6 separate regions of the Mus musculus genome follow, and all the other regions are linked to region 1. Evidence: chromatin contacts called from public Hi-C, HiChIP or PLAC-seq and promoter capture Hi-C data. All regions are on one chromosome and are shown on one strand. Each heading gives the region's core, a stretch centred on a gene start, on an enhancer-like site or on the middle of the called end of the contact. The rest is flanking DNA. Distances are from core to core; before and after follow the strand shown.

Region 1 (3,449 bases), core at 357-2,856:
CCTCAAGTTACACTATAACCCGGAACTCTTCCAACCCTGAGCCCCAGTTCTGAGGCAGCATCAGTGATACGGACCTCCCACGCTTTGAGGAACTCAGGTAGGACAGTGCCTGACAGCAAAGAACAGAAGACGCTTGACAGCAGTCAATGACCAAATGGTAGTAGGGCACCAAATGGTAGTAGGGCATGAAAGGGAGAAGTCGCCGTGGTGCCTTTACCTTCGTGGTTGCTTTACCTTCGCTGTTTATTTACAGTGGCCCTGGGTTACAGCTAGGACCTAGAATCTCAGCGACATAAATTACAGGCGCCCCTTTTTTTTCTTTAATGGTATTGGAGTAAACCATTCAAGTTATGCATTTTGCTTTTTCCTTTTTTTTTTCATAACACCAATTGAAATACAAATGGCTAACCTGCACTCTTCTTAGTCTTTTAGAATGAATACTTTTCTGAATGGACTGCTGTGATTTGTGAAGGACATCGTCAGTGAGTTACAGTTTCTGGAAACCAACCTAAAAACAGTATTATTCTGGGTAGGAGTAAGTCCCAGCAACATAGGGAACTAAGGAAAGGGCTGGACGGGTTCCTGAGACCCTTGGAGTATTTATTATCACCGTTACAGTAGTAGCCCTCTTCTAATCCTAACCTTCCCCATGGCCCACCTCCAACCCTGGCACCTCCAACCTAGGACTAGGGCGCGACTGCGCACAGAGAAGGCGGCTGCGGTTCTCAGGTAGTGACAGGTGCAGTAACTTGGCTGGTTAAAGAACGAAAGATTTTGACCTTCCCGCAGCCCTGCTTGGGAGCTGGCAAAAGGCTTCTATGCAAAAGAGCGACGGGACTGAAGGAGAAAACCGGGGAGACCACAGAATGCACTGCTTGCTTGGCCTCGGGATTCATCCCAAACCTAAACTCCAGTTCCTCTGGTTCCAAAGATGATGTGAGCTGGTCCCAATGCAGCCAAGAGGGCAGCGCCGAGGTGCCTTCTGGAGGAACCCCGCCGTCAATCGGCCGCTAGGATTGCGCCCCAGATCTCTAAGCGCGTGGATCTCGGTCTTGAGTGGACCCAGGTCCCCGCGGCCGGCGTTAAAACGCTCTTGGCTGCAGCATGGGGCGCCCAGGATGCGGGGGCGAGCCACCCCATCACCCTGGGAGCCCAAGGGGAGTGCGGGGATAAGGAAGCAGAGAGCAGCACCCTGGAAACCCGGCTGGGTCTGCGGCGCCCCCCGGCAGGGTCAGAGGAGCAGAGAGCAAATCCGGCAACAAGTGGTAGGCACGGCCTCTATGGCAGGGCTAGCCGGGCGATAGCCGAGTAAAGCGTACCAGCGCGGGCTCCGCGGGCCTGCGACCCCCTAGGCCAGGTGCCGGCTGTGGGACTCCGACCCGCGCAGCCACCGCAGCCACCCGGGAACCGGCCGCCCGCCCCGCCACCCCGGACTCACTGCTGCACTCTTCGTCCCCGCACACTTTGAGGTCCGAGAAACGCCGTCCGTGGCTGAGATCCGACTGGCCCGGGACCCACCAGAGCGCCCCCAGCACGAACAGCCAGAAGAGCAGCCCCGGCGCCGCAGCCATGTTGTGGCCACCGCGGGCCCGGGTGACGCGGAGGCCGCCGGCGGGCGGTGTCGGGGGCGGGGCAGGAGCGGGCGGTGCCGGGGGAGGCGCCCAAGAGGCGGGCTGCTGCGAGTGACACGTCAGCAAGGGCTCAGCAAGGGATGCGCGGTGACTTGGAGGAGGCCTTGGCGTCCCTCCCGAACTGCTACCTTGACGACCGTCAGAGGCACCTTCCCCTCGCCCAATCGCAAGCCTCGACTCGGGCGCCTTCACAGACGACCCTCCGCGTCACCAGGTTCGTCACTCCGCATCTCAGCGCCATCCCAACAGGTTTTTCGTCTTCCTCCTACAGCTTCGGATTTCTGGTCCATGCTAAACAGCCATCTCTCTCCATCACTTCTTCCAACTACCGCTTTTAGTTCTGAACCGCCAAGTCCCACACAGGACTGGACACAGTGTGTAACTGATCCATGCACAACCCCCGACCCTAACACACACACTTCAAACTCCATGGGGTTCTTTGGGACCTCCATGGCTCTCTTTTAGTTCAGTGGAGTAGTGGGTGAGACAGTAAATTAGAAAGTGTCATCCTTTAAGGAGAGGGGTGGTGGACAGTGATCCTCTGCCCACGATCTTCAGATTCCTGTCGCTGTCCATAAAGGACATAAGAACATAAAGTCATTTAGTCTAGCACCAACGTGTTCAGCTTCCATCTCCTTTGACAGAACTGTAGGCCAGACCCACTCCGTGGCACACCCGAATGCCCTCATGTTGCCAATAGCTACTGTCTCAATGTTCTCCTTAAGCTTCCTTATAACTCCGTATTTCCAAGTAACATGCAATGGCTTTACCACAGACTGCCCTGTCTCTCTGTCCCTTTATCCTGTTTCCTGGCTTTCTTCCCCTCTTCTGTTAGGTTCACTCAAATAGAGCAGCCCACTCCTCCCACCCCTCAAATAACTCTATAGGAGCTATTGTTTATGTGGTGCTGGAGTCTGGGCGTGCTCACCGACAGTGCTGAGCTACATCCCCACTCTAACTTGTTTTGTTTCCGCTTGTTCTTCATTGCCTAGGGAGGTACCCGGGTCTTGTGATGTGCTCAACAACAATCTGCTGCATGAACCACAGTCCCGATGTAAACACACACACACACACACACACACACACACACACAGACTCCATGGAGTTCTTTCAGACCTCTAGTGCTCTCCCCACAGCAGCATCCTCAACACCAAATCTGCAGATACGTTTATTGTTAGATGGGGACATATCTGTCAGAGCGACTACATTCTCACCCCACTGTTTCCTGTTGTTCTGGGTGCCACCGGGGTATGAAAGCACACCAAAGTAATTTAAACGTCTTCTTATGTCTACAGAATAGAATTAAATAACATTCCATTGGTAGAAAAAGACGGATAAAATAGCATGAGATATTGATTTAAATATACTTTTACATACAGGGCCAATGTTCCTATTACTGAAGAATAGTACGCTGTTTGGCTCATAATAGGTTTTGCTTGCTTTTAAAATGTATTTATTCTGGAGAGTTCAACAGCAAGCTTAAAAGATGCTGCCAAAGAGGGAAAGTGGTTCTGAGAAAGGAGGAGAAGGAGGTGCAGCCTCTGGAAGTGACAGTGCTGACAAGGCGTCTCAGGGGTCTAAGGTGGTGGACGTCAGTAGAGGTCAGACCCATTCTATGTGGAAAACACGGGAAAATCATGGAAGCCATGGAAAAGTTAAAGTCTGGGATGAAATTCACTGAAGTGGCCACCGCACAATATAGTGAAGATAAACCCAGACAAGGAGGTGACTTGGGTTAGGTGACCAGAGAATCCATGATGAGGTCATTTCAAGAAGCAGCATTTGCCTTGCCTGTAAGTGGGATGGATAAGCCTGTGT
Region 2 (3,449 bases), core at 435-2,934, 1.5 Mb after region 1:
CCTCCACACTTTAATAAACTCTAAACATCTTTCTCACAATGATCTCGCAGGAAACCATTTCATTATAGCAGAACAATCCCCTGGGGGGATTCTCCATTCTTGGTGATTTCAATTCATTTGGACAGGGATGGGACTCTCGAGGAATGGTAGTATTTTATTTCATTTTATTTCATTTCAGTATATACACAAGTTTTCATATAGCTCAGGCAGGCCTTGAACCCAAATCTACAGCTTCCCTGGAAGTGACCTTGAACTTCTGATCCTCCTGTGTGGAAATGACTGGCATGTGCCACCATGCCTCCCTTGGATGCTGGAGGATAAAATTCAGGGCTTCACGAACCCTTGGCAAACACTCTCTCCTACCAACGGAGCTATATCCCCAGGCCCTCAGTAAATGATAATTTAAACCCAAACCTCCCAGCATTGCAAACATAGGCCGCCAATGAGGAATGGAAAATCCATGAGCGGAATTCCTGATCTATAAATTTATTCTGTAGCAGAACTAAACTCTTTTTTTTTATTCTAACCTCCTTTATTATTATTTCATACCCGTTTGTGACTAGCTCTCTATCGCCATCTACCACAACCCCTCCCTCGCCCCACCCCCGGCAAACCGTGTAATTCTGCTCCTTACTCGTTCAAGTGGTCACCAGAACTAGAGGGAAGGCCCGATGTTCTTGAAAACGCTCAGCCAATGGCATTTTATATTTCTAGTGTCCTACAGTTAGGAGAGCTGTACGGACAGCTGACAGGGGAGTCTCCCCCCCCCCCCCCACCCCCCAGGGTTCCAGGAATGCTCCAACTCAGTTTTCCAAAACTACTTTAGCCAGAAGCACGGGCTTCGCAGCTAAAGGATCAAAGCTCGACAGCCCAGAGAATTCAGGCAACAAGCCTCAGTTCTGTGAAGCCGAAAGGGGTGGGGGCCGAAATCCAGGCGCTCTGTTTCGCTTTAGAGTAAATTTGCATGTGGTAAAACTAAAATTCTCCTCCCGGAAGGTCTCCCCACAGACATATTTGGGCTTGCAAACTTAGATTTCAACTTGAACACGCTCGTCAATGTGCACCGTGCTGTAACTGCTGTCATCTCTTTCCCATATGTGTGTTTCCCAGAAGCAACAAACCCTTACTTTCTAGGTTTGGGGAGAACACAGCTTGCAGTACGGAACTCCTCTCTCGACTTGCTCCAGGCTCAGGCTCACAAAGTTTGCACTCACCGAGGGGCGCCTGGTTCCAGGTCTCACACTTCCGAGCAAGGATAGGCAAGGCCCCACCTCCCTCGCCCCGGCCCATTCGCGCCCGGTGCAGTGCGGGGCTCGGCGTACCTGTCGCGCACTTTGCCACAGCGCAGCCCCATGTCCGTGCACTCGGTCTCACACACCGACACCCCCTTGCAGGACTTGATCGGGTAGATCCAAACCTTCGACACCGTGCCCACCTGCTGCAGCTGCCGGCGCCGCCGGGGACGCGTGCGACGCCAAGCTACGGTCCCCAGCGCCACCGCAGCCAGCCCCAGCGCGGCGACGCCGAGCCAGGTGGACCGCGGCTGCCCAGGGAGGCCGAGGCGAGCCAGAGCCGTAGAGCTGGAGGAACCCATGTTACACTATCCCGGGCAGGCCTGGGCTACTGGGCCGCGGTGTCGAGGCGGGGCTTAAGGCTCCGGGAGTGTGGGAGGAGCCAGGGTTGGCGCAGCCGCACTGCCTGTCAAACTTATGCTGCTCACGTCCAGATCAGTGTCGGCGGAGCCTGGCCCACGCCCATCGCGGGTGACAGCGTGGGGTGGTCACTTTCATTTTACTTTGTCTCTGTCCGCCTTTAAAGTGATCCCTCCCCCCATGACTCTTCAACCTGCTACACTCATTAACCCTTTTGCTTCTAAAAGGAGCACACTCAATTGTGCAAGAAGCTGCTGCACTGAAATGAAGCAGAATGGAGGAATGTTTCCTGGGGACAACTTTGGGATAGGTCTCCCGAAGATCGCGCAACTCTCTGGAACGCTCGGCTTCCATCTCTGCAGGTAGAGACAAAACTACTGGCGCGGCTTCTGGCAGCGTGACCTGAGGTTACAGGTACACCAGCCAATTAAGACAGCGCAAGGAAGGGAAAGGCTGCCAGAGCTTACCACTTGCTGAGGTCCGAATAGAGGACTCTGGTCGACTTTTCTCAGACAACGATCTAAACGGAATCCAAATGTCAGGCTTTGGCTAAGAGATAGCCCCAAGTTCAAGATCACGGTGGGCTATTGATGGCCAGGACCTGTCTCAGAAGCATCAATGATTAACTCATCAGTTGAAAGCCGCTCAACCCATAAAGGTCCTGGCTGCCAACACTGACATCTCGAATTCAGTCCCTGGGAGCCATGTGATAGAAGGGAGGGAACCATTTCTTGAACAAACAGAGAGAGTGGGAGGGAGAAGGAGAGGGGGACTGGGAAGGGGAGGGGAAGACTGAGACAAGAGACACGAGAGAGGAGAGGGTGGGAGGTGTACATGGAGAGACAGAAAGAGGAGACAGGGGGAGAATAAACGCTAAATAAATAAATGGCGAAATGACTCAGTGGTTAAGAGCACCCAGATGGACTCCCAGTACTTACATAGCAGATCGTATCTGTCTGCAATTCCAGTGCCAAGAGACCCCCACTCTCTCTGCCCCCTGCAGACCCCCACTCTCTCTGCCCCCTGCAGACCCCCACTCTCTCTGCCCCCCGCAGATAGCTGGAACACAGGTGGTACTCAGGCATACATGCGGGCAAAAACATCCACATACTTAAAATAAAAATAAAAATTTTAAAATAGCCAAGGGCTTAGAATGTTGAATTCTGCTGCGTGGACAGTCACCAGAGACGACAGACTTCTGCATGGGAGGAAAGACAGGACAGAGCCCCAACCTCTGTAACTGGCAGAGCAAGTGTGTTTGCTTCTGATAGGTGACACAGACTGAGAGAGCCTACCCATGTAGCACGTGTTCCCCCCCCCCTTCTCTGCCCCTTCACTTTCCCTCTGAAAAGCTCAATGCCTACTAGATCTGAGCTCATCCCCACTACAGACACACACTCTGTCAATAGTTACTTGATGGATAAAACCCAGGCTTCACAGTTTAACTGATGTCTGCCATTATTTTGTAAAAATTTCATTCAAGCAGACTACTGGGATAAGAACAGACTTTCTTACATAGGATGGGAGTTGGTTTATTTTTCAAAGGATGGTTCTTTGCATCAAGACATAATCTGTCCAAGGCCTCTTGAGGAGGCCAATCTGTTGTCCCCTCCAAAGTAGGACTAAGCCACCTGCTGGAGAAGAGGTTTTTTTTTTAAGAAAAACATTTGCTTAAACCAGTGTGTGTGCACATGTGTGTGTGCACATGTGTGTGTGTGTGTAGCCACATTTCCACTTACATCTTCATGCATTAGCATCTCATAAGCATCTTAAATCTCTTCCCAGGAGTATGTGTTA
Region 3 (3,449 bases), core at 315-2,814, 1.4 Mb after region 1:
ATTTGAGATAATGTATCACTTTGTAGCTCAGAATGACCTGGAACTTAACTATGTAGACCAGGATAACCTCAAATTGTGCCAGTCCTCTGGCCTCAGCCTCCAAGTAGCTGCCACCATACTGAGCAATAAATTACATTTCCACCCCCACCCCCCCCAAAAAGACTCATGTATTTCATTTTGGTGCATCTAAAAATGCAATTACTCTGATCAGTAAGAGTCCCTAAGAGATGTTATTTATCCTAAACAGAGGTCCCTGGACTGGACATTGTAGCTCAGGGGTACAGCACACATGTTTGAGCCTCTGGGTTTCCTCCCAGCACTGAAAACAACCATCAACAAACAACTCTTCCTCCTGCCAGACGTCTCCATCCTTACATGATGGTGTGAGCCGAGTCCATTGTAAAGTGCTGTACACGAGTGAGGAGCAGGTGTGAGTCACACTGCCTTCTGTGCTCACACCAGTGACCTGGCTTGACCACAGGCAAGGTCCCTAGCCACTCCCCATGTGGAGATCCCAGAGCGATGGGCAGCCTTAGGTCCACCTCTCTTCGGAGGCCTCACTGTCCACCTTCAGGGCTGGGTTCTGAGTTAGGCATCATGTGGCAGCTCCCAAAGGGTTGACACATGGACACTGTCCCCACTCTGGGCTACCAATGGGGTTGGGTTAAGTGTCACTGAAAGCAGCTAGCCTTAAGAATAGAAAGTTCTGGGGGCTGGTGAGAGCAGTGGTTAAGAGCACTGACTGCTTTTCCTGGAGGTCATGAGTTCAAATCCCAGCAACCACATGGTGGCTCACAACCACCTATAATGAGAGACAAACAAACAAACAAACAAACCAAAAAGCCCCTATTGGCAGGAGCAAGTGGGGGCCAAAGCAAAGGGAAGTGGGGGAATAGAAAGTTCTTCTGACTTCTCTTACTCTCAAGTGTCAAATAGATACAGCAAGATGTGGAGGGGCTTGTTTGCTGGGGCCTGTGGTCAGGACCTGGTCACCTATTGAAAAATGATACAAGTTGCTTTATTCCAGCTATGTGAAATCCTCTTACAAAAAAGAAAACAAAACAACAAACAATCAAACCAAAAAAAAAAAAAACCCACAAAAAAGCAGGGGCTAGAGAAACGGTTCAGCATTTAAGAGCAATAGCTGCTCTTCCAGGAAACCCAGGTTCAATTCACAGCACGCCATGGAAGGTCCCAACTGTCTGTAACTGCAGTTCCGGGGGGATCCGTAACACCAGGCATGCATGTGGTGGTGTGGGGGATCCGTAACACCAGGCATGCGTGTGGTGTGCGTATATATGCGTTCAGGCAATACCCATACACATAAAAATATTAAATAAATAGATCTTTACATAAAACAAAACAAAACAAAACCCCCTGAAACCTCAAGATCCCAAGCATGCTAGGACAGAACTCGGTGACAGAACGCTCTTAGCCTATCCAGCATCAGTCCTTCGCTGGACTAATCCTCTACCGCTTTGTCTCGCTTGCCCCGCTGGGTACAGTCGGTCAGGCAGGTGGGTGAGAGCTCAGCTGCCCTGCCTAGCACAGTCAGTGCAAAGCAGCGCCATCTCCCGGACATCAGCAAGTTGCCGCCGGAGGGCTGCGTGCTCATGTGGTTTATACCCGTGCACCCGGAACTCTCCTACTCGATTTATGACCACCTGTCCCGGGAAGGGCGTAAATCACTATGTCCGTGGCACTTTAAATCTCAGGGAGAGATAGGAGAAGACACCTAGGCCGGTAGCACTGTCTCCCTGGTTATTAGAAGCAATTAGGGCCCGACTGCTGGGCTTAGAGAAGCCTGCAGAAGATCAGGAGGTGAGTACAGGCCCCTGTGATCACTCCCACGCTGTGATCACCCCCACGCTGCCGCTTCCTGCCCTTACTCTGTGTTTTGGGTCCATTACTCTTTCTACAAACATAGCCTCCCAAGGGAGGGGCTCTGACAGCGCAGAGAACCAGCCGCAGTACCCAGAGTGCTTTGAGGAAGAGATGGGTCTGCAACTGTGTGAGCCTTTCAAGACTAGAGAGAAAGGAAGTCTGAGATCCCGCAGTGTGTGAGGGAGAGATCAAAGGTGACAGCCAGCTCCTGAGTCTTTTATCTGACCTACACGTAGACTCATCTAAGTTTTCCTCATCTCCTATTTTATGAGGATCAGAGCCATGTCTAGTGATATATATAGTCCAAGCTACCCAGGAGACTGAGACAGGAGAATCAGAAGTTCAAGGCTTACCAAGTTCAAAGCCAACCTGAACGTCCTAGGGGAACCCTGCCTCAAAACAAAAAGTAATGGCTGCTTTAGAGCACTTGCTGCTCTGGCAGAGATCCGACCGAGTTACGTTCCTGGCTTCCACGAGGCGACTCACAACTGTCTACAACTATAGCTCCGGCCGGTGGTGGCGGCGGCGCACTCCTTTAATCCCAGCACTTGGGAAGCAGAGGCAGGAGGATTTCTGAGTTCAGGGCCAGCCTGGTCTACAAAGTGAGTTCCAGGACAGCCAGGGCTATACAGAGAAACTCTGTCTCGTAAAACCAAAAAAACAAAAACAAAAACAAAATACAACTATAGCTCCAGGGGATCTGATGCCCTCTTCTGGCCTATGTGGGGACCATACACATACAAGCTACACACACACACACACACACACACACACACAGAGGGGGAGAGGGAGAGGGAGAGGGAGAGGGAGAGGGAGAGGGAGAGGGAGAGGGAGAGGGAGAGGGAGAGGGAGAGGGAGAGGGAGAAGGAGAAGGAGAAGGAGAAGGAGAAGGAGAAGGAGAAGGAGAAGAAGAAGAAGAAGAAGAAGAAGAAGAAGAAGAAGAAGAAGAAGAAGAAGAAGAAGAAGAAGAAGAAAAAGAAGAAGAAATAAGTAAAAATGATGGCTGGAGACAGAGCTTAGGGTAGAAGCTTGCCAAGCATCATGAGGTCCTGGATTCAATCCCTAGAACCTAAAACCAGAACAGATTGAGGGCCTGGCCTAAGGAGACTTGCTGACAGTAACAACACTGCAATTGCTGGGTCTCTTCCCACTGTCCAGCCTGCCTGTCTTTCACTTTGCTGTGTCTCCTCCATTCCATGGAAGATAAAAAGACCAGATCCTCCACTGCTCTGATGGCATATAGATACAAATAAGAGCTGTCGTGTGTCCCCAAACCTGCTCCTCTGGGGAATTTTGCCTCACATAGTGACATTTCCCACAGTGCCTTATGGGAGTCCCTATCCCACCTTACCCCCATTACCCTCTGGAGATACCTTCCAAGACCCCCCCCCCCGGTGGGAACAGCAAATTATAGGCAGTATGGAACCCTGGGCATAATTATCTTTTCTGTACATACCAACTGCCTAGTGGCCAGGACTCCCTAAAGCTCCCATTCTGCATGGGTGTACTATTTCCACTGTTTCCCCTTACAAATGTTAATAAACATGGCTCCTCAGACGCCCAGA
Region 4 (3,449 bases), core at 279-2,778, 1.4 Mb after region 1:
AAATGGACCCTTTCTCCAACAGCTACGGAAGAGTGGGGCCTGAATTGCCCCAGAGTGTGTGTCAGGCATGGCCGGTACACCCCATAATAAGGAAAGGCTTGTCATAAAATGTTGCTAAAGTGGTCATTTCGGACGCCTTCCAGAAATTCTACAAACCCCTAATTTACACCCTTCAGCCCCCCCCCCCCCCCGCCTTCCTTCAGGAGCTTAGACTGGCCGGTTTGCTTCCCCGCAATTCTTAAGAAATACTGGAAATCAAATAAATGCAAAGTGTCCCCACGCTGAGATTTCCTTGTCAGAAAGATCTAGGTCGTTCTGCAGATATTTCATTCAAAAGATGGATAATACACACTTTTGCAAAACTTTGCAGCAACCAGAGTATGGTCATCCGTTTCTATGCTGTTTAAGCAACACGAAGATATGTTTTTAAACATGGGATAGCTGACTTTTACATGTCACTAAGTTTTCCTTCATTTCGTTTTCTTCGCCCTCATTCTACCGTTCTGTCCTTAAAAATAAACGCACCCCAAATCCTCCTGACATCAGGCCCCTCATGGGTGGTGGTGAGGCCTGAGGCCTTCCAGCGATACGTACCTCTCAGAGTGTTGCCTTCCTTAACTTTTGGGTCAAATTCCGCAGACAAAATTCGATCGATACCAAATTTGAGGTCTTTGCTGGAGGGGGCAGGGGCGGAGCCGCTATGGTGGGGGACCACCCGCGTCCCCGAAGTCGGTGGCTGCAGGGAGACCGCCCGGGGTGGAGGCGGGGGCTGCTGCTGCGGTTGCTGTTGCTGCGTTGGTGATTGCTGCGGGAGATGCTGGTGGAAGGCGGCAGAGAGCGGAGACAGCCGCTGAGGGAAGCCAGCCGGGACTTCTGAGGGCGCCACCACCGGGGTGGGACGGAGCGGGGATCTGGCGGCAGCTTGGAAGGAGGCGTGCGGGTGCACGGAGCCCAAGTGTGCGGTGAGGGCTGCCGAGGCCCCCACCAGTCCCTCTGCAGCGGGCCCCGGCTCCCCGACGCCGGCGTGCAGGATGTCCGCGATGCAGAAAGAGGGTTTCTTGACAGCGGCTGGGTCCAGGGCGAAGGAGCAGCCGCCCGGGCCCGCCGAGGAGCAGTAGGCGGCTGACCAGAGACTAAAGTTGGAAGCATAGAAGGGAGCCAGGCCGGCTGCGAACATCCTGGCAGGATCCCGGCGGGGTCCTGGGTGAGTGGGGAAGTGGGTGGGCGCTCGGGCAGAGGCGGTGTCCCAGCCGAGCCCGAGCTGCTTTCGGTTCTTCGCCCGCCCTGAAGCGGAGGGCCAACCGGGGAGCCCTAGCGCCACCGAGGGACGAGGCGAGGGCCCGATCGCCGCCCGCCACGGCCTGGGCCCCTGGCTTGGCTTGAAAGGCGGCGCGGCGGGCGCGCTCCCCGCCGGGTGGATGGAGGCGATCGCCAGGCGCTGGGGCGACAAGGCGAGCGCGGCCTCGCTCTGCTACTCCGCAGAAGCCGGGGAGACAGGGACCCGACACCGAAAGAAAAACCCAAACAGCTAAGCCCTAAGAGCTAAATTTAAAACAACAATAATGATCCGTTAGTTTAAAAAAAAAAAAAAAAAAAAAAAAGGAAAAAAATTAAAAAAAAAAAAAAAACTCCTCTCTAAAAACTCCCAAAGTTTTGGCAGGAGCTTTCGAGTCAGACCCCGGGTAGGACCTTGATCCGTGCGCTCATTGGACGTCTTCGTGACCAATGGGACTCCGGAGTGGAGGGGAATTGGGAAAGAGGGGGGCGTGGCCGAGCTCGGCCACGCCCTGGCCACGCCAAAGTGTTTTCTGCGGCAGCGTGGGCTAAGCTGAGTACTGAGCGTCTCTGGGAGCCGCTTGGGGGTCGAGACTCCTCGGGCCTCTGGCTCTCCTCTGTCCCCTGCAGCTCGGGGACCCGCCAGCGGCAGAGCCTCGGAGCCGGTCTCCGGAATTTTCCTGGAGCTGCGGAGGAGGGGGATCACTGAGGCTCCCGTACTCTGCTGTAGTACACCCCCAACCTCCACCCCAGCAGACCACGCTGGCGGTCCGCAGGCTGTCCCTTCCGTATTCCGCTCTCATGCGACTTTCCTTCTCTCTGCTTTTACCCAGGTGCTTTTATCACAAGTCCTAGGTAAAGGCCCCATCCTCTCAGCGCCCCTACAGCCCAGAATCCCGACCCAAGTCTACTGTAATCCGCTGGTTTCTCAGCTCACCAGAGCTGCTCCAAGAAGCCAGGAGGAGGGCAGACCACAAATTAGTTTTATTCGGAGCTGTCATTCCAGTGACAACTTGAAAGAGTGACTTTTCAAACAAAAATAAGATAGATGGCTCCAAACGTCTCCCTTAGAAACAGCCAAACTTTTACCCTGAGCCTCGGAACCAACAAGGAGTGCAGCCCCAGAAGAGCGGCACGCGTGTCCCCTCTCTGCACCTTGTAGGAAGTGCTACCCTCCGCGGCCACCACATCCCCTGGTCACGTGAGGTCCTATGTTTTGCAAGTGCCAGGGAGCGGTTGCCTTTGAGATTAAATACCTACTTTTAATTCGGCTGCAGTTTTTCCAGGATCCGCTTTGGCCTGTTGGAGGGAGGCACTGTCCGAGCCTCCACAGCCAGCGCCTTCCATTCTTGCTAGGGTCTTTAGAACTCAGCCTAGGTGCACTGGGAATTTTCTGTCGCATCAACATCTCTATTTTAAGAATTCGTTCTCTTTTAAATTATAGTCAGAGTGGATTTCCCCGCCCCTCTCCCAAACAGACCACAGGCCACCTAGATGAACGGTTGTTGCACATTTCAGGAAGAAAATAAAATAATGACAATAACGAAACCACCAAATCTTTTGTTTTCGATTGTCCAAGTAAGTGTCTCCGGAATGATATTCCAAGGCAGGCTTATTTCCCCTCAGCAATAAGATACCAAAAACTGGAAGCCGTGAGGGAACTGCCAGGCTACTATCAGCTCAGGATTGGCGTGAGCTCTTGGATTAATGTCTAACAGCTTCGTGTCCTTGGTCGCCGGTATTGTCATCATTAGCGGACGCCTTTTTCCTCGAAAGCAATCGATGGCTAATCAATCACAGGCTATGATGTCCCAGTATCAGGGACAGGGGTACTAACTATATCAAGGAATGGAGGGGTATAGACAGTTGAGGGCAATGGTGCCTGGGACGAGAGGGGCCGGAAATCCTGTCTAGCAGGGAGCAGAGGGTGGACTTGTGACAAGTACAGAGGCCACCGGAGGTGAGTTTTGGGCTAAAGTTCTGGTGATGCGGTGAGAGACCTGTTCATTAACTTCACTGGGTATTAGAGAAAGCAAGTCACTACTAGCCTAGGGAGAGAGTATCTAGGCTGCCTGTCTCTGTTGCCGGTCTTTTCTAACAGCCTTGTAATTCAGTTGCGATTCCAGTTTAACCTCAAGACGTCCAGACAGCGAAGCGGTCTATAGCCAAGTCCC
Region 5 (3,449 bases), core at 694-3,193, 1.1 Mb before region 1:
CACTGCCTGATGAGTATGTAAAATGGTTTAGACTGTCTGACATTCAACCAAAATGCTAAAGAAAGAACGGCCAGCAACCCCCAAACGAAAACGAATCCATGCCCTGTACATGAACATTCAAAGGAACACTATTAAAAACAGCTGAGAGGGGGTATCAGCTCAAATGTCTATCAAAGGAATGTTAAGCAAAATGTGGTATCACCGCACATATTAAAGGGTTGGACCCCAGCTGGCAGATCTGGTCACAGTGAGGATCCTGAATGTTCTGACCTTATCAACATATTAACCCCTCAAAGGACTCAGAATAAAAGGCATAGGAGGAGGTGTGCACTGAAAGCAGGCCCCAAAGGACGTTTCCATTTGCCCCCCAGCTTCCAGGCTGACATGAGGGGGATCAGCTTTTTTCCTTCAAACCCCTCTGGCATGATTTCACCAGACACCTCCCCCTTCCCCCCTCCCCACACACCCAAAAGCACCGGTGAGCACCGATAAGCCAGCAGCCAAAGGCCTCCCTCCCTCCCTGGAGCAGCAGACATTTATCACCGTAATGAGGCAGAGGCAATGACTATACGGAAACCCCAGAGCCCAAAGCACCTGACAGCACAGCTGGTGATAATGACTGAGGCTCACTCAATTTAAGTTCCAGGTCAGAAGTCAGGGGTGCAGCTCAATGGTAGAGAACTTACTAGCACCAGGGATCCCCTGAACGTGAATTCCACTAGAAAAATAAAGTCCATTTGAACGGCAGCTAGTCACTCTGATTTGCGAAACAAGTAATGTCTAAGTTTAGCAACTACTGCAGAAACCAGGGCCTCGCCGCCCCCTCCCCCATTAGGCAAATATTTTTAAGAAAGAGTGTGAAAATGGTGGATATGAGGCAGTTCCTCATATTAAAAGGCCTTTCATTGATTCTCTCAATTAAATCAAAACAAACAAACTAAAACAACTTTCTATATCTAGCACCAAGAAAAGAAAAAAGGCAGACTCTTTGGCTGCAGTCTAATTATGAAGATGTTGGAATCTTCTTAAACATTACTTCATCTTTTAAAATGCCGGCTCAGGCAAAGTACTGGAAAGGAAAAATTGAACTGGTTCATATATGCAAAGCTCATACCCAACAATTTGTCCTTATTCTTAAGAGCAGCCTACGTGGGATAAGAGACCTCTCTATCTCACGTGGAAACCCCCCCTCCGCCCCCCATACTCTCCTAAATCAGGCCTAGCCTGTCCTAAGGTCCGGGAGGCTAAGCTGCGCGCCTTTCCTATGCAGCCGGTCCCGCAGATCACTGGAATAAAAACTCACAGGAGCCATCCGGTCTGGGAAGCCTAGGGTCACCCGAACCTGGTCCCCCGCTAGGCCTGCAGCTGACTGGACCACGTGATTGAGGCTCCCGGGGCCGGGGATGCCCCTGGACCACGCCCTGAGCCAAGCAGGCGTCCGGGCTCGAGCCTACCGCTCCACCAGGAGCGGGGGTCACCCTCGACTGTCGGAGCAGGAGGGGCGAGTCCGGATCGCCCTACCTGGGGACCCTCAGCTCACAGGCCGGCGGAGGCCTCCAACACATGACCATCGAAGGGCTAGCAGCGAGCGGCGGCGCGCTGATCCCTCATCCCTCGGTTCTCCCGCCCGCCCGGAGCCCGCGCCGGCGGCCAAGCAGCGGAGCGGCTGGAAGGGGCCGCGGAGGCCGCGCTCGCACGGCGCGCACGGGAGGCCGCTCAGGGCCCGCACGCGGCCACGCGCACATAACGGGGTCCAGTCTTCACCTAAGATCTCCTTGCGCCGGGCGGCGTGGGGCTGGTCCGTGTAGACCCATTCGAACTCCTCTCGGGACACGCGGCTACCCATGGCTGCGGCCTGTGGACCCGCTCTGCCTCCGGCTCGTGTCCGGACGGCGGCAGCTCGAGGCCCGGCTCTAGTCGATAAGCCGCGGGGACGCGGGCAGAGGCGGGGCCTCAGGCCACGCCCCGCAATGACCACGCCCCTCGTGGGAGGCGATGGGCGGGACCTGGGTCGGCAGCCAAGAACCTTGTAGGCTCACGAAGCCTGGGAAAAGGTGAAAAGAGAAGGAAAGATTTGCGGCTGGATAAGGCTCTCGCTTTAGCGCCTCAGTGGGTGGAGTACATGGGGTGGCTACCTCTCCTTGAGTTCGGAAGATCACTGGCTTTGATTAAGTGGCAACGAGCCCATATTTCGCTTAACTTTTAATAGCAAATTATCTGTCGAGCCCTGTTTGGTTGCCTTCTGGAACTAAAACCTCCAGAGATTTGGAGTGTGTGGCAACTAAAATCTAATTTTTAAAAAAGTTTTTTTTTTCTCTTTGCTTTTCTCTCCCCTCTCTCCCGTCTTCGCCCCTCCTCACCCCTCCCGCCCCATATGTTTGCTTTTGTTTCTTGAAGTAGGTTCTCACTACCTAGCCTAGGTTATCCTCCAGCCGGTGGGCCTGCCCTTGCCTCCCAGTGGAATTTCAGACTTGTCTGAACAATGCAGTAAAGAAAAGGGAAGGGAGAGATGGGGTGGAGTTGGTGGTTCTGATGTTTCCCTACACTAATGGTTGCTCAATCATGCATCTTCCCGTGTCACAGAAGTGATCACCCGCAACTTCCTGTGGGAGGCAGGGGAGATTTGATTTCAAAATGCCTATCATTTCTTCACTTACGAGGTTTAGGGATTAGAGGTGTGGCACAGAGTTGGAGCACGGGCCGAGCAGGTGGATGGACTAAGAGCCCTGGCTTCTCCGTGGAGCCTGGAAGTGAAAGGAACTGCTAATTAAGATTAAGATTACAGGATTAGGGATTAGCAGACCAGATGACTTTCCTAAAGAAGCCAAGTGGTCATGAGTATAAATCAGACACAGACACACACCACTGCACATGCATACCACAACGGGAGAGGTGGGGACACAGAGAGACAGACATCCAAGTCTGACAAGTCTTGGAAGTACAACTGCTCATGTATAGAAAACTACAAACTACAGAGGAATCTGCTAAACTATGGGATACCATCAGCAAGATCTCACTGTAGGAAACGATATGGGAATTTTGTGTTCTCTAATAAAGGAGAAAAAAAAAACCAACAAATTAACAGGGACTTAAAGGATAAACTAGCCAGCTGTGATGTATCAGTCTTATTTATTCTGAAGGGTTAAAATGATGTGATGTTATTTAAAGATCTATCTATCTGGGTGCAGTTGCTTTCAGAGGCCAGAAAAGGGTGTCAGATCCCTTGGAGCTGAGTTACATGCCGTTGAAAGACACCCCACCTTCCATGGGTGCTGGAAACTGAACTCTGCAAGAGCAGTAGGAACTCTTCAAATACGGAACCATCTCTCTAGCCCCTGATGTGATGCTATTTAATTAAAGTATCATCTGGGTAGGTGAAGGTATTAAGAAATTCTTGCCGGGCATGTTAGCCCAGTTGTGTGTGATCCCAACTGAGCAGAAGCCTAAGG
Region 6 (3,449 bases), core at 599-3,098, 1.0 Mb before region 1:
GCATTTATCTAGTAGAATCAAGGCTGAACTCCAGATTGGTGGCCAAACAGTAACACACAAAACAAAACAACAATGAATGAAAAGAAGGAAAAACGACCAACAAACCAATAAAACCCCGTTTTTCTCAACACTTAACAACAACAACAAAAAACCTGTGAACATTCCAAGCTTTTCAAAGCCATTGTCTGGCTGGCTGGCTGAATTCAATCAAATGTTATGCCCAATTGCCAAACGCAATTGTATATACAGCATACATTTTGGTCAAGTACCAAGCTTTATAAAATATAAAGGAAATATTTACCACTCTACACGAAATCCTAGGATGATGCTTTGAAAATCTAGGACAACTGTATTCTGAAATACCTACTCTAAACAGAAGAAATTTTCCATTCCACAGAGTGTGGGGAAACACACACAAAACCTGCCCCGGAGTTTGAATGAATGACTGCAAGCTGTTTTTAAAGATGATTTCCTTTGAAACACAATACTGGTCAATTTAGAGATGGAAGAATAGGGCTAAAATATGGCATAGCGATGAATAAGTAACCGCCACACACAGCACATTCAGAAAGATGTCTTTGTCCTTTTATCAACAATCCCGAGCACATTTAAGTGACTACATCAAACCAGCTCACAACCACTTCAAAATGTCCACCTCCTCCAATTTCCTAACCACCTAAGGGGAAATACCCCGGTAGGAAGTGAGATATCTTCCTGAACCAAGTAATTCATCAAATCTTCGGTCAAACCTCAGGGATGTAGTAAAATTCCAATGGCAATTTTTTTTCTTTTTAAATTTTGGCTAGGACAATGTGTTATTTTTAGGGTATAATAAGTAAACCACTCCGACTGCAGGAGGGTGGGCTTGAAGCACATTTGAAAAAAAAAAGCAAACAAGCGGGAGGGGGTAATAGCTTGACAAGGGGACAAGTTGCTTCGCTATAGTAAGGAGTGTCAGGGAGGCAAAGCCAGTCAGGTCATCATCTCCCAGGGCTCTACTTTAGTGAGCAACTAAGGCTCTGGGGTTTTAAACGCACAACACAACTGCAATCTTAGAACCGCAACTGGGGCTCAAGGGGGAGCGGGGGGGGGTGGGGGGGGGACAGCCAAACCCCCTTCATCCTTTTCAAGCAGAAAGCCTGGGTTGGAGGGACAATACACACTATTCTTGCAACACAACCCAAGCCTGGCTGGGATCCTCTGCCCACTTGGGAGTGAACTCCAGAGCCCGAGCGGGCAGTCGAGGCAGGCGCCTGCCCCTTCGGGAGTCCCTGTCGCCGGTCCAGCCGGGCGGAGGGCACCAAGCCCCGCTCCGTTACTTCTCGCAGGCGGGCGCGTCCCGGGCTAGGGGCGAGGAGACCCTCGGGGCGGGGCGAGGCGCAGAGCGGAGCCTCGCCCGCCCGGCGGTCGCGATGCCAGCGCGGCAGCAGCAAGCACCCCGCCGGCCGTCGCCAGCGCCACTTCCCGGCTGCCGGGGACGCGCGCGCTCCGTGTCCCGAGCCGGCGGGGCTCCCTCCCCAGGAACGCGCCGCCCTCGCCGGTCCTCCCCAGGCCTCGGCCCTCACCAGGCGGAGCTGGCTAATTTCGTCGTAGGACATAAAGCTGAGGATGTTCTCGATGGCTACGATGGGCAGCGCCACCAGTGTGTTGTTTTGGGGCAGGTGGTCCGGTGCCAGCGCGGGCGCGGCGGGTGCCTGGGACCCGGGCGGCGGGGCCTGCGACGGGGGCGCCGGGGGCTGTCGCTGAGCGGAGCCGGCAGCCGAACAGGAGCCGCCGTCGCCGTGGCCGCCGCCTCCTTCCTCAGCCATCCGCTCCTCAGACGCCGCCGCCATCTTGGGAGTTTGATTCCTTCCTCCAATGTAAGGGGATCGGGACACTTCCTGTGCGTCACTTCCTCCTCCTGGGGGGGGGGGAGCTTAAGGAGAGGGAGGAGCTCGTGGGATGACAGCTGGAAAGAGAGGCGAGCTTTCGGTGCGTCCATCGGAAAGGAGGGAAGATAGTGCACACTTCAAGAGAGGTGGTCGTTGTAGCTCTTTAAAATCGGAGACTGCCTTGTTAGAGTGGAAACGAGCAAGGATTCCGCAAACCCTAAGAAAGGCGGTCGTCATAGTCCCTTTCATCTGATAAAAGGAACGACAATGGAGCAGTTTTCTTTAAAAGCAACTCGCCAAAGGATGATAAAAACCATATCACCTTCATAAGTTTAGACGGAAATTTGTATTTAGATCAGCATCTCCCAAGAGTCACAGTGATAATTGCAGCATATAAAAAGGAATAAAACACCGCTAGTTTAAAACTACAAGACAACAGGTAAACCCTGAAAGCACATTAATGAAATAAAAACACAGAGTCACACACCATACGACTACTTTTATGTGAAATGCCCTATGTAGGCAGGTCCATAGAGTCAGGGGCGAGAGAGAGAGAGAGAGAGAGAGAGCACAAGCGAGCTTACAACACTTGGTGCACTTCCAGAAGACCCGAGTTTGGTTTCCAGCACTAACACTGGCCTTTGGTTTCCAGCACCAACACTGGCCTTTGGTTTCCAGCACCAACAACTGGCTGGTTTACAACTGCTTAACTGAAACAGAGTGGATTCGTGGTTGGTGGAAGTTGGGAATAAGGGAAGTGTGGAAGACAACAGACAGTTAATGGGTGCATTGTTTCTCACTGGAGGAATAGCCAGTGCTCTTAACCTCTAAGCCATCTCTCCAGTACCTGAATTGTGTGCTTAAAAAAAAAAAAAAAAAAAAGACTTTTATTCTCTGTGAATCAATTTAGGTGAGAACCAATGAAAAGATGCTAAAACCAGAAGACAAGCCTGTGGTAAGGTGTAGCACGTAGTCTCAAAATAACCCACTTCTCATGTAATGCATTAATCACAAAATAAGAAAGGTATGATACAGAAATTCAGGGAACAGGCTTATAATCACATGATTAGGAGTACCACCACAAGTTGTGGGAGGAAAGATCATCACGTGCCTCTTACTAGGACGCCCCATAGGTGACCCAGCATAATGTAGTATTATTTCATGCATAAAAATACACACTCTGCATCTGAAGTAAACAAAGTCAGGTTGGACTTGGTGGTGGTTTGGGTAAGATTGTTTCCTACAAGTTCAGATATTTGAACACTCAGTTCTGAGTTGGCCTTGCGCTTTGGGGTTTCTTTGGGAGGTGGGGCCTAGCTGAAGGAGGCGTGTCACTAGTAGACAGTGATTGCTTATAGTCCCACTCAACTTCCAGTTTGCTCTCTGGTGGTTTGTGCTGGAGGGTGAAGATGTGGTCTCTCAGCTTCCAGCTCCTCCCGCCATGCTTGCCACTTCATGCTGTGTCTCCTCGCCATGATGGACTCTTTCTTCTGTAACTTGCCTTCGTCCTGGTATTTTATCACGGTGACAGAAAAGTGACTAACGTACAGACTTGAACCTGTACTGATTCTGTCTTTG

Evidence for each region. Promoter capture Hi-C pulls out the DNA fragments that hold promoters and counts their contacts. Hi-C and Micro-C count contacts between places; a contact is called where the count stands out from the background. HiChIP or PLAC-seq counts read pairs in DNA pulled down with a chosen protein or histone mark.
Region 2: a contact with region 1 is called in a promoter capture Hi-C map of pre-B cells, with 43 times the contacts expected there. The contact joins the promoter of Mtarc2 here to the promoter of Mia3 in region 1. A contact is called at or near these places in 7 of 39 promoter capture datasets (the 3T3-L1 cell line, the C10 cell line, HPC-7-derived erythroid cells and 3 more), 1 of 15 datasets of contacts at CTCF or cohesin (large pre-B cells), 2 of 484 Hi-C or Micro-C datasets (the N1E-115 cell line and cortical neurons), 13 of 115 datasets of contacts at active chromatin or transcription factors (the 230-238 cell line, bone marrow-derived macrophages, cardiomyocytes and 9 more) and 1 of 9 other capture datasets (liver).
Region 3: a contact with region 1 is called in a Hi-C map of CD8 T cells, with 7 times the contacts expected there. The contact joins the enhancer-like site here to the promoter of Mia3 in region 1. A contact is called at or near these places in 1 of 39 promoter capture datasets (embryonic stem cells), 2 of 484 Hi-C or Micro-C datasets (CD8 T cells and the G1E-ER4 cell line), 8 of 115 datasets of contacts at active chromatin or transcription factors (embryonic forebrain, embryonic hindbrain, embryonic limb bud and 4 more) and 1 of 9 other capture datasets (adipose tissue).
Region 4: a contact with region 1 is called in an H3K4me3 HiChIP or PLAC-seq map of embryonic forebrain, with 6 times the contacts expected there. The contact joins the promoter of Hlx here to the promoter of Mia3 in region 1. A contact is called at or near these places in 5 of 39 promoter capture datasets (the 3T3-L1 cell line, the C10 cell line, hippocampal neurons and 2 more), 1 of 15 datasets of contacts at CTCF or cohesin (large pre-B cells), 5 of 484 Hi-C or Micro-C datasets (Th1 cells, cardiomyocytes, cerebellum and 2 more), 16 of 115 datasets of contacts at active chromatin or transcription factors (acute myeloid leukemia, astrocytes, bone marrow-derived dendritic cells and 12 more) and 2 of 9 other capture datasets (adipose tissue and liver).
Region 5: a promoter capture Hi-C map of liver shows a contact between it and region 1, with 7 times the contacts expected there. The contact joins the promoter of Degs1 here to the promoter of Mia3 in region 1. A contact is called at or near these places in 4 of 39 promoter capture datasets (hippocampal neurons, liver and pre-B cells) and 2 of 115 datasets of contacts at active chromatin or transcription factors (astrocytes and embryonic forebrain).
Region 6: a promoter capture Hi-C map of hippocampal neurons shows a contact between it and region 1, with 17 times the contacts expected there. The contact joins the promoter of Fbxo28 here to the promoter of Mia3 in region 1. A contact is called at or near these places in 8 of 39 promoter capture datasets (the 3T3-L1 cell line, the C10 cell line, hippocampal neurons and 4 more) and 1 of 115 datasets of contacts at active chromatin or transcription factors (pancreatic cancer cells).

What each region holds. Positions count from the first base shown.
Region 1 is chr1:183,367,959-183,371,407 of GRCm38.p6, forward strand. It overlaps Mia3 (melanoma inhibitory activity 3), which reads right to left and starts at 1,607. Exons shown (of 26, transcript NM_177389.3): 1 at 1,439-1,607. The coding sequence starts at 1,571. It also overlaps the pseudogene Gm37339.
Region 2 is chr1:184,844,224-184,847,672 of GRCm38.p6, forward strand. It overlaps Mtarc2 (mitochondrial amidoxime reducing component 2), which reads right to left and starts at 1,685. Exons shown (of 8, transcript NM_133684.4): 1 at 1,323-1,685. The coding sequence starts at 1,594. It overlaps Gm34451 (a long non-coding RNA gene), which reads left to right and starts at 1,624. Exons shown (of 2, transcript XR_865818.3): 1 at 1,624-2,014.
Region 3 is chr1:184,791,752-184,795,200 of GRCm38.p6, forward strand. The region is part of intron 6 of Mtarc1 (mitochondrial amidoxime reducing component 1); the gene reads right to left. Among named protein-coding and RNA genes, the nearest start is that of Gm51725, 12 kb to the left of the region's middle. Within about 2 kb of position 1,565, at least 71 of the 459 cell types and tissues checked have an H3K27ac peak or open chromatin away from gene starts, as enhancers often do. A contact at or near this core is called in CD8 T cells, where this site is marked.
Region 4 is chr1:184,730,965-184,734,413 of GRCm38.p6, forward strand. It overlaps Hlx (H2.0-like homeobox), which reads right to left and starts at 1,529. Exons shown (of 4, transcript NM_008250.2): 1 at 595-1,529. The coding sequence starts at 1,177.
Region 5 is chr1:182,280,858-182,284,306 of GRCm38.p6, forward strand. Degs1 (delta(4)-desaturase, sphingolipid 1) reads right to left here and starts at 1,944. Exons shown (of 3, transcript NM_007853.5): 1 at 1,765-1,944. The coding sequence starts at 1,846.
Region 6 is chr1:182,339,758-182,343,206 of GRCm38.p6, forward strand. Fbxo28 (F-box protein 28) reads right to left here and starts at 1,849. Exons shown (of 5, transcript NM_175127.2): 1 at 1,566-1,849. The coding sequence starts at 1,832.